2 separate regions of the Anas platyrhynchos genome follow, and region 2 is linked to region 1. Evidence: chromatin contacts called from public Hi-C data. All regions are on one chromosome and are shown on one strand. The core of a region is the stretch at or near the end of the contact, and the rest is flanking DNA. Distances in the headings are between cores, read along the strand shown. Region 1 has its middle 9.2 kb from the start of TMEM184C. Region 2 has its middle 61 kb from the start of TTC29.

What was found. A called contact is a pair of places that touch in the nucleus more often than the background predicts.
Region 2: a Hi-C map of liver shows a contact between it and region 1, with 4 times the contacts expected there. The contact joins two enhancer-like sites. A contact is called at or near these places in 5 of 8 Hi-C or Micro-C datasets (F1 follicle, liver, skeletal muscle and 1 more).

Annotation. Positions count from the first base shown.
Region 1 is chr4:37,384,130-37,389,644 of IASCAAS_PekinDuck_T2T, reverse strand. No RefSeq gene overlaps it. Among named protein-coding and RNA genes, the nearest start is that of TMEM184C, 9.2 kb to the right of the region's middle. Within about 2 kb of position 2,699, at least 1 of the 8 cell types and tissues checked has an H3K27ac peak or open chromatin away from gene starts, as enhancers often do.
Region 2 is chr4:37,562,621-37,568,135 of IASCAAS_PekinDuck_T2T, reverse strand. No RefSeq gene overlaps it. Among named protein-coding and RNA genes, the nearest start is that of TTC29, 61 kb to the left of the region's middle. Within about 2 kb of position 2,610, at least 2 of the 8 cell types and tissues checked have an H3K27ac peak or open chromatin away from gene starts, as enhancers often do.

The DNA of each region.
Region 1 (5,515 bases), core at 1,450-3,949:
GACTTAACTGCTGTTTTACACGCTAAAGTAGATTCTTGGAAGTCAGCTGAAGCTTTCCCTGAAAGCAAGGTAGGAGGAGATACTTAGGAGGTGAGTTGATTTCTTCATTGTCTGAGTGCTTCTTAGAACTAACTTAACCATTTGACTCAACATTCTGTTCTGAATTACATGAAAGCAACTCCCAGCCAACTCTACTGGACAGCACACACACCCAGGAGCGCTGGCTCAGAGAACAGGACCCAGCCTGCTGTGATAATGATCCTGTTGCTCTTGGAATGTTCTACAAACTAGAACCTGCAAGTTCAGTATTCCTGCTCCAGGACTGTGAAATATTAGCTGTAGCACACTGACCAGGAGTCCGGGATGACTAATGTGAACTTCTTTTGCTATAGTTTTCTTTGCCACCGTCTATGGATTTTAAAATGCATCAGAAGAAATCTCCCTCTCTGTTCTTGTAGCTTTGGACTACTTCAAGCACACATGGAACAAACAGTATTACTACCTGGAACATGAACTGAGCTTATGCCAAACTTCAGAAAGCACAGGAGTTAGAGGCAAGTGTAGGAAAATAAAGGTGATTATGTACAAAAGCTCCATTTTCAATGGCATTTGATAAATGCTAAAGTTTGACAAGTTCTAGCAATGGATGAGAATCGAAAAAATAAAAATAAAATTAAAAAAAAAAAGCTACACACTTGCTTGGATTCAATTTTGCTAGCTGTGGTACCTAAGTGTTGAATTTGGCCCATGACTCCTTCGGTATATTTCTTCTTCTGGGTAATTTGAGTTGAAATACTTCATAGTTATAAAACATTTTGATGTGGTTTCAATTAAATGTAAGTATGACTTAATGTCTGGCAAAATCAAAGCATCCTTACATTAGAATAAACACATATTGTTTATTAAGCAATACTAGCAATATCGCTGCTAAAACAAAACAAATTCTTAAACAGAAAAAAGCAAAGTTCTAAACCAGTGTAAGACAGAGAAAGAATTTCTTATATTTGTAAGAAAACTGAGGAAAAATATTGCTGGGTTCATTCAGAGGCTAATTTCTATATTCTAAGTATTTTGAAATACTGTATTGCAGCATCTAGCATTCAAAGTTTACTGAAGTTTTGTGGGAAAAGAGCTTTTTGGCAGCATCCCAGTCCATAAGGGTCTGAGAATGATGTGCCAGAAAGACTCAGGAGGCCTAAAAAGCCACTTTAAAATATGGAAGAGGGTTTGTTTTGTTTTGGGTTGTTTTCTTTTTCTTTTTCTTTTTTTTTTTTTTTCTTCTTTTTCTGTTAGAGGCCCTGTTCAGGGTCTTTAGGTCTGTTTCAGGGATTTCTCTAAGCTGCAACACAAAAGTAAGGAATTCATTACAGGCACTCATAGAGCCTCTAATACTATCATGTTCAAATAACACTTTTGCATTAGAAAAGTTTTGGTTTTATGTGTTTTCATGGCAATTGACAAACTTTTTTTTCCTCCAATAATAACTAATAGCTATCTATCTGAGATGCATTTAGTGCAAATATTATCGTTCAGTCATGCTACAGCCTATAATGTTGGCAAGGATCAAATCTATTTTCATCTTCATAATTCTTCACATTTCTCTATACCAACATTCTTCAACAAGTAAAAACCTCGTTTTTACAACTTTACTCCATAATGACTGACGAGTCATATGCACGAACTGTTACAAATATTTCAGTTAAACATATGCATGCCAGTATAACAGCAAAGTCAGGCATATATTCTGGAAAGAAAAGCCTATTTACTTTTCTTGTCCTCATTTTAGCAGCCCTTTCAGACACTTAACAGATCACATCTCAAAGCACTTGAATTTAAATCAATTTTAATTAATTCGTTTTAGAGAACTGAGATAGGTATTGACTTGGCAAAAATAGCTGGTTTGATAAATCACAGCAAAAACGCATGGGTACTAAGTATACTTGGAACTATACACAAAACTTCTCAAAATGTTTCTTCTTCCATTAATATTCAGAGCCTAAGTCTGACTTGACTAACAGCACAAGGATTTTCCCTTTGATTTCTGAAGAAAAAGATCAGGCTCCAAATACGTTTCTTACCCAGTTGTTTTAAGAACTGATCACAAACATGGAGAGAAATGGAACAGAAAGGAACAGGAAGGAACAGAGGGAGAGAGAGAGAGAGAGAAAGAAAGAAAGAATGGAAGAGAGAGTTTGTGTTTGCCTTATCCTATATTAGGATCCCTATTGCTGAACCTAGGACAGATCTAGAAAAAGACAAAGCACTGCACTCCTAAATACCACATCTGATTTTCATCTTCCTGGCTCATATAATTGAATCCAGAATCCTGTATAGAGAATCTTCTTGCAGTGCATGCAGGAAAGTACATGCGTGTGGAACATTTACAAAAATCATTATGTTCTATAAGAAGCCAATTAAGTAAGCAGGCACTCACTCAAGAGCACTCTATCCTGGGTTCTAGTCCCAACTCCTCCAAGTATTTTTGTGCTTATTCAGGACTATTTCTCTAGTTTCTGTAAAAAAAAATGACAAGTTACTCTTTCTCACCAGTGCATCTTAACTGCAAGACTTAAATGGTGAATAGTGAACATCACTGGAAAGTGAAATTGAAGACTGAAGAATCTTTCCTACATTCTAGAGTCTGCTGCCTGCTGGCTACAGCATACTCCAAAGGAAGGGTTGAGCCCTTTCAGACAGACGAGGGAATTGAACCTGGATCTCATCCACATTTCTGTCTGTTCTAAGCACTCAGCTCCAGTCTGAAGGGAAACAGATTTTTCCACTGTGGGGCCAGCTGTTGCTGCAGGGTCCCAGCCTACTAGGCATCTTCAGAACTCACCTACTGGACTGAACTCTCCAGGGAGACATACAGAGGAATGCTTAATTTCTGGACACATATTGAACGTTAGCTGAGTTAATTAATAGGCTACTCAGCCCTATTAACGCTTAACTACCTTTGAGAGGATGAAAGAGCATTGCTGGACTGCTCTTTTTATTATGCACCTCGCGATAAAAATGCCTGAGCTTCCACAAAAATGTAGGTACTTCAAGTGTGAAGTGGCAGATATGTAAATACTTTTTAGGACTGCAATTTTGATATAGGGCACCCAAATTCCACCTGACTTCAACATCAGGTGTTTACGTCCTTTTCTGGGTGTCATCCCAGACTAGAATCAACTGCTGAGAAATAATCATAATATCTGCATAAGGCTGATTTTCAGAATGATTTAAATAATTAATCTTCATATTGCTCCTAAACAAATATTATTTCTTTTTCACGTCTATATATATCATGTGATAAATCGTCATAGGCTACAAGTGAATTGGTATCAAAATTAGAATTCTAATGGAAGAATTCTTGGTTCTCAGATGAGAATGCAGTTCCTGCCTCTCAGAAGTTAAGAGCAGAGAGAAAACATGTTCTTCAGAAGAAGTAGCTGTTATGCTGACAGGTTTTAATTAGCTACGGACTTTTTCTCTTTAAATGGTTTATCCTGTGTTTTTGTTGTTGCTGTTTGGTTGTTTTTGTTTTTTTTACTTCCAGAGAATACACAAAATTTTGCAGTGCTAACTTTCACTTCTGGTAGGCCATTAGCATCATCAATAGGTAAATAACTGTGGAAGCATGATTTAAACTTATCTTTAGTAAACTTCACTTTCTGAGTATCATCAGAAGTGATTGGACATACTACATTTAATAGTACACAAACGACAAAAAAAAAATTTAAAAGGCTTATTAGATCACTTAATTGCTACCAATAATGAAAAGTGTTGTCTATACACAAGTAGGATAGGATGTTTTCTCCTTTTGTTGCTGAAGGAAATCTGTAATTTTGAATGCCTGCAAGAATTGTCGGTAGGTTGAAAGGACTGCCAACTACCACCCCCTTCACAGCATATTCTTGGCTTTCACAGCTATAATAGATCCTTCTGTAAATTCTCATGTGTGGCTCACCAATGTGCTTCCTACATACACAACTGAAAGAGTATGTTAGCCACTACAAAGTGACAAGTGCAGGAAAAGCCTAACGTGAAACAATTTCTAGGTTAAAGTATACAAAAAATATTGTTGTGACAATTGGCAAATTTCAACAACCATGCATCCAATGTTTCCAGGGTAACAATTTTGAGAAAACTACATTTTCATAAACACACATTGTTTTACAACTCATGATGCAGCGTAACAACAGATATCCACAAATCTTCATTGACCACTGTTTGGTACAGGTTTACATTTACCACAAGCAACAGAAAAGCAAGAATATATGCTGTGTTATAGAACACATTTAATTATTTTTGTGTAAAAATGTTGCATGTATTTGCAGATATATGCAAATGATGACTTACCACAGAAACCAAAAAAAAACCAACAAACAAAAAAAAAACTATAATTCTAATAATAGATATTTAGTAAATTGAATATGGTTGTGGCTGTGACATTCTTTTAATCTCTTGGTACATGTATGACTGTGAAGGATATTTGCATAATAGGAATTTTTTTTTTCCAATAGATCAAATACCAAATCCCTTTCCTTACAAAAACACGTATTTTGTACTTTTTTTTTTTTTCCTGATATATCCAAATGAGAACACTAGGGTTTTATGTTTACATCACGCTTGAGAATTTTGAAACTTCAGTCTCTTAAATACAGGGGCTTCAATTTTAGACCGACAGCACAACCTAGTGGTTACTCACACTGTTCTGTAGCATTCTGATACACGATACCTCCTCAGCTGTGCCTACCTAAATAAACTTCACGTGTCCTTCAGTGTATGCACTTTCCTTCTTTACGCTTTATAGAACAACAAAGAAGGAAGTTGGGATTTTGGAAGAAAATGTCATTTAATAAAACTGAGATAATTCAGGAACATGGAAGATTTTAAAATTGCTTCTATATACCTTTCAAACAAAACCATATTTCTGAGTATGAACATCAACATTTTAGTTGTTCTTAGCCAGCACATACAATGAAGAACAGTGTAGTTTGTCCTTTCGTTTCATTTTCCAATAGGAAAAAATTATCTCTGTTTTTGTTTCATTTTTACCTGACCAGCTTTAACTGGGTAGTATGATTAAAAGGCTATACAAGTTACTAAGTACTTACCTAGTCAAAAAAGCTACAAATGTAGTCATCAAAACCACACCTATCATAGTGTTTTGATGTGTTTTTTCTTTATTTTTTTTTATTTTGCCAGTCAAGTTTGTTTATTTTGCAGTACAATCAGGTAACTGTCTGTTGAAGCAGAAAATAATCAAAATCAAAGAGAATCAAGAGAAGTAAATCAAATGTCACCTAAACATGTTAAAACAGTATTTTTTAACAGCCCCATTTACAAAACTTTGACTTTTTATGTGGATGGCTGTAAATGATTACTGTTTTCATATGGGACATCTACAGAAAATCTTGAAGGTATTGTTCCCCAGGTGAGTTCATAGTTTTGTATAGCTGCAAAATCTTTCAGCATATTTCTCATTCTCTGATCACTGAAATATCAGATTTGGAATGATGGCCTT
Region 2 (5,515 bases), core at 1,361-3,860, 180 kb before region 1:
TTTATTTTGCTTGCCATAATTCCTTGATTCTTTTCATTAGGGATTTTTTTTTTCCTCCCAACTATAGTAATGAATTAAATCAGAATTTAGCAGAAAGTATGGAGATATTAATAAACAATGGCAATGTCCAAAGGTTGCTGCCAGGTTAATTCCAGATTGTTTATGCTATAGATTGGTTTTAGTGTAAAATTGCTGGTTGGTAATAAAATAATTACAAATCACTTTGTGTTTCTGGGCTAGTAAGATTCACTGCACATGCACTGATTAGTGAGTGCACAGGCACCCACATGCACATTAAATTTAATACCTCTTGGATCTACCAGAGTCACCACCAACATGGAGCAAAACTACATGCGAGCAGCTCTCAGTTTTCCAAAGTTTAGTTTATTTAATTGCACAGGCTACTGGCAAATTTAGGACCCAGTCCTGTACCTAGTGATTTGAGAAATACCCAGCTGGCACCAGAACTGGATGTTGCCTGTATGCTGTGCTTTGTGTCTAAACAAACACTTACTGAAGCAGTGATGTTGGCACATGACTGGAGGCTGTCCCAGTCAGTCTCGGTGTTTGATGAAGTTCATGGGAAGTTAACATTTGTCCAAAAACGCCAGAATTTGGCTTTAGTGAATAGGATGACTTTCACACTGTAAACAGGGGAAGCTGAGCTGCAGCTGCTGCTGTGCTTACAACAGAAGTTCTTTCAAATATCTGTCAGGAATTGAACATGAAACCCAATTCGGTGATGCTCCACAGACAGAATTCTGATATGGGAAATAAAGCCTCAGCTTTTAAAAAGTGTGTTTTCTTCTAATAGCTTGATGCAAATATAAGAGAAGTGAAATTATTTCAATCACAGCTCTTCATAACAACATGAATTACAGGGGATTGAACATCCATGCTGAATGGACCTCTTTGGAAGGAGCTCATCCCCTGTCCCTGTCCACAGCAACTAAGTCACACATGACTTCTCCAAAGATGTAAGAGTTTATTTCAGAAGAACAACTTCTGGATCAAAAGGCAGTTCAGTCTCTTTGCCTCTTAATTCCTTAATTTAGCTAGGAATTGCCAGGGATAACTAATTCTCATCTCTATCCCCCAGTAACTGTACTGTTGCCAAAAACTTGTTTAATAAATTAAGAATGATTACTTAAGCAGAAGTACTATAAGGTACAGGAAGTCAATGTATTAATTATGCCTTCTTTTAATTACTATTATTTTTTAATTCTGAAGGAATAGATTCCCTTATGCTATCATTATATCTGTCTAACAGGGTAAAATTCACCTTTCATGTGGAAAGTAAGTGCAAGACCTTCCGCTTTACCTATATGCAATCTTGATAGATTGCATATATCCTTCCTATCCTCAGTGGACAGAGAAAAAGCAGTTGACGGTCGGCATGTACAGAAGCAAAGAAAGAGCAAAAAGCAAGAAATCATGTATAGTCTCTATTTCTACAAATTCAGTGCCTCTAAACTGTCAGGAAAAAAGGGCAACTCTGCTAAAGCAGCAGCCACCTGGGAATAGCACTGATCTTCATACTTTAGCTTGAAGATGGAGAACATCTAAGTCCGTTTGTTCTTCATCAGGATAGTACAATTCCTGTCCCACCAAGGAAAATGATTTCACCCTCAGGTGATTGGCTTGATTTTTCTGCCTGCCATCAAACCAGAATTAAAATTCTCACCTTTTATAGTCTTTTTTATTGTTTGTTTCGGGAAGGGAAGGGAAGGGAAGGGAAGGGAAGGGAAGGGAAGGGAAGGGAAGGGAAGGGAAAGGGAAAGGGAAAGGGAAAGGGAAAGGGAAAGGGAAAGGGAAAGGGAAAGGAAAGGGAAAGGAAAGGAAAGGAAAGGAAAGGAAAGGAAAGGAAAGGAAAGGAAAGGAAAGGAAAGGAAAGGAAAGGAAAGGAAAGGAAAGGAAAGGAAAGGAAAGGAAAGGAAAGGAAAGGAAAGGAAAGGAAAGGAAAGGAAAGGAAAGGAAAGGAAAGGAAAGGAAAGGAAAGGAAAGGAAAGGAAAAGAAAAGAAAAGAAAAGAAAAGAAAAGAAAAGAAAAGAAAAGAAAAGAAAAGAAAAGAAAAGAAAAGAAAAGAAAAGAAAAGAAAAGAAAAGAAAAGAAAAGAAAAGAAAAGAAAAGAAAAGAAAAGAAAAGAAAAGAAAAGAAAAGAGGAACCAATAAAATAAAGCTGGTTTAATAATTTTTCTGGAGATTTTAAATGATACTCACTTTATCAAGGCTGATGAAAATGACAGTGGTGTCAGAGGGTAACAGGTTGCTAATAAATACAATAGTTTAGGAAAGTGCTATTCTTGTCATGGAAAAATATATTTTGAGAAAAATGATACTACTGTAATTCATTTCTGAAAGCTACAGAGACTTCTCAGATGAGGAATGCAGTTATTAAAGGCAAAAGTACACAATATGTTGTAATGAAATGGTTGTGCTGCACACTTCATTAAACGTTTTGTGAGCCATCTGGGAAATTCCAGCTCTCCCCCCTCGGAAAGAAATGTTTTACGTGGTTGGATCACTAGAGGGAGCACACGGAGCGAGGCTGGCACACAAAACCACACTGCCTTGGTGACTCCAGGCTGCGAGCAAGTGAGCATGGGAAAGATTAAGCAAGGGGCTACCGCAATGTGTGTTTATTCTTCTCCTGCAAGAAGTATGGTTACAGGGTTCATTGAGAAAGGCCTGAGCGCTCGCAGCTATCAAACAGAAGTTAACCCAGCAATGTTCTCTCTGAGCGACAGAGTTGGGAAAAAGCTGACAGGCTGCGTATTGCACGTGTCCATTGGAAGAAAACTGGCTGTCATACGAGATGCTGAAAAGCTTAAAAATTCAGAGAGCACAGTAGGGAGTCTTCCAGAAGGATTCAAAGAACTGATATGTTTTGGATGTGTTGATCTGCTTGATTTACAATATTTAAAAGTGGAAAATAAAAGGGAAGAAACAGTCAAATTTCATATGAACCTCTGAAGACCAGGAGAAAAGAAATGGCTGAAATGCAGATATATTGGAGTAACTATGATATTTGTATGATCATTTCAAAAGTTAGTAATTTGTGTAAAAAAAAATAAAGAAAAACAAAATTCTAACTGTGCTTTAACATTATGAGAATAATTGCTGAAATAGTACTGTTCACAATGTGTGTTTTACCTTTTGTTCACTCTAATGCACCACTCCTTTTCAAAGAGCAGCAAAAGCTACATTGCAGACAGAAGCAATGCAGGAGAAGCTGCCCTCCTACCACAGAAGCAAGCCAGTGAATTGCTGAAGTGCCGTGTCTTTAACAGAATGTAGAGCCATGCAGAAAGCTTGAGGCATACACCCAGCAGTGAATAAAGCAAACACAGAGATGTTGTTGTATAATGTCCCAAGAAATTATTTTTTTCTATGTAAATCATCGAAATGTCTCATTTTGCTCAGTGTTTATCAATGCCTGTAGCCTATGAACTTCATTTTTTATCCTTAGCCTGAATTGCAATATGCTAACTTGAATAAATGTAGCATAAAATACAGATTGGAATTTTAAATGAATACTTTTCTTGGCATTTTAAAAAGTAGTTTCTTAGAGTAATTGCACTAATAGGTACCTCTGGCCACATCCATGGACTTGCACTCGGGAGGCCCCTGTGGATATGAGCAGCACCGGGCACCAGAAGTGCACCATCTGGCACCCCCAGGCATCGCTCCGTTTTGCATTGAGCCCAGTGAAACTCTGCGCACAGACCGGCTGCAGCTCAGGTGCATCTTGCTCCCTGCTCCCCAGTGGATGGGATGGCACTGTCGCACCCCGACACACTGTGCTGAGCACTATGTGTGCATGTAAAATACAGTATTTCAGTCTTTAACATTTGTAATAAAAGATACGCACATATAATAAAACTTCCTGTCTCTTTCCCTCTGTACGTGTACATATATATATACATAAATATGCAACACTAAGTCTGAAGTACATAAAGATTTTAGAGTCATTCACTCACAAACTGACAAAAACATCTGCAAAACTAAAGGAAGCACCTCTATTAAGGTTGCTCACACAACCTTCAGTTTCTCCATGAAATTGCAGTATGGTACAATCTGGAAATGTCATTATCACCTTTTTTTTTTTTTTTTCCCCTATAAAATCACTGCCTCATTCAGCAAATGTTTACATATTAAATACTGTTCAATGAATGGATCATTCCAAACCTTATTCTCACACACTCTCCATTCCTGCAGTGGGAATAAAATTACTGATTTTTGTGTCACCAAGTCAGTGGTGCTTTACAGCAAGAATGCATGTATTTTCATATATACCACCTCCACCAGCAAAAATATATATATTATTATTCCTGCTTTATAGATGGAGAACTAAAATTCATCTTAGTTAACTGAGGCCATTTTTTTTTTTTTTGGTCCTGTAACTTCCTCCTGAATTTACCATTTATCTTCCAAATGGGACAGTAAAAAAGAGGCAGGAGTCCTACAGACACAAGTCTTGTCTTGTCCCTTTTTCCTGAGCACTGTTCATCTTGGCCATGGCATTGAGTGCAATGCCACATGAAATCTAAGTTAGCCTAGACCTGTGACTAGCATCCAAACTATTTATCCTGCTCCCAGCTGCAAACACAAATATACATGCTGGTCAGACAAAATCAGCTTACCTTCAAGCAGATTATGCGTGAGTCTGAAACGCCTCTCTGGCACAGGGGGGACAAGAACAAATTAACCATACACTGCAGAGAAATCTGTGAATGGCAAACTTTGTTGACTGCTATTTCCCTAGAAAATTAAACAAGCCTCCTGAGGGGGTAATTACAAAGTATACTACCGGTGCAGATTTTGGAAGATGGAGAAAGCAGGAGGAAGTACTGGGAGCCCAGCCCCTCTTGGAACTCCTCTTGGTGACAAGGAATGTGCTCCCATGTTACGAGGTGGGCTTGCCTGTGCACCAGTTTAAAACAAGGCATCACACATCCCTCTGCTTCCCATGTGCGTGCTCCTTGGAAAAGCCCAAGGAGGAGAATTTTGCCTCCCTGTTCAATTTTTATTTGCAAAGCTAAAAAACTCTGCAGAGAACTGAAGTGAATAGCAAAGTCAAGTGTAACACGGCTTCTGGCCTTTCTCTCTTCAGTTCTCAATCTTTTAACCTCCACAGCATAATTCTTCCTTCTAATCCACCCCCTTTTACATTCCCTATGGATTCTCTTCTTTCTTTTAGCGCACAGTTTAAGATGGCTGGCCTTCCTGGGAGATCTTCCATTCTTCCCTACCAGCGTCATCTTGCTTGCTGATAAAACTTTTCTGATTCAAAGTTGGTATATGCCCCCTCCATGTTCAAATCCTTAGGCTTACCAGTGCTCACTAAATAACCTCAATTTCTCAGTTTGCCTTTCTAAGGTCCCAGAAGTACAGATTTATCTTCTACTTTTCTCAGAAAGAGAATTGAACAAAATTGCATTTGCTCTAAGCTGCTTTAAGTTAAGTTTTTATGTCCATCCCCTTTAGATCTTGCTGCTCAGTGAAAGTAAGCATA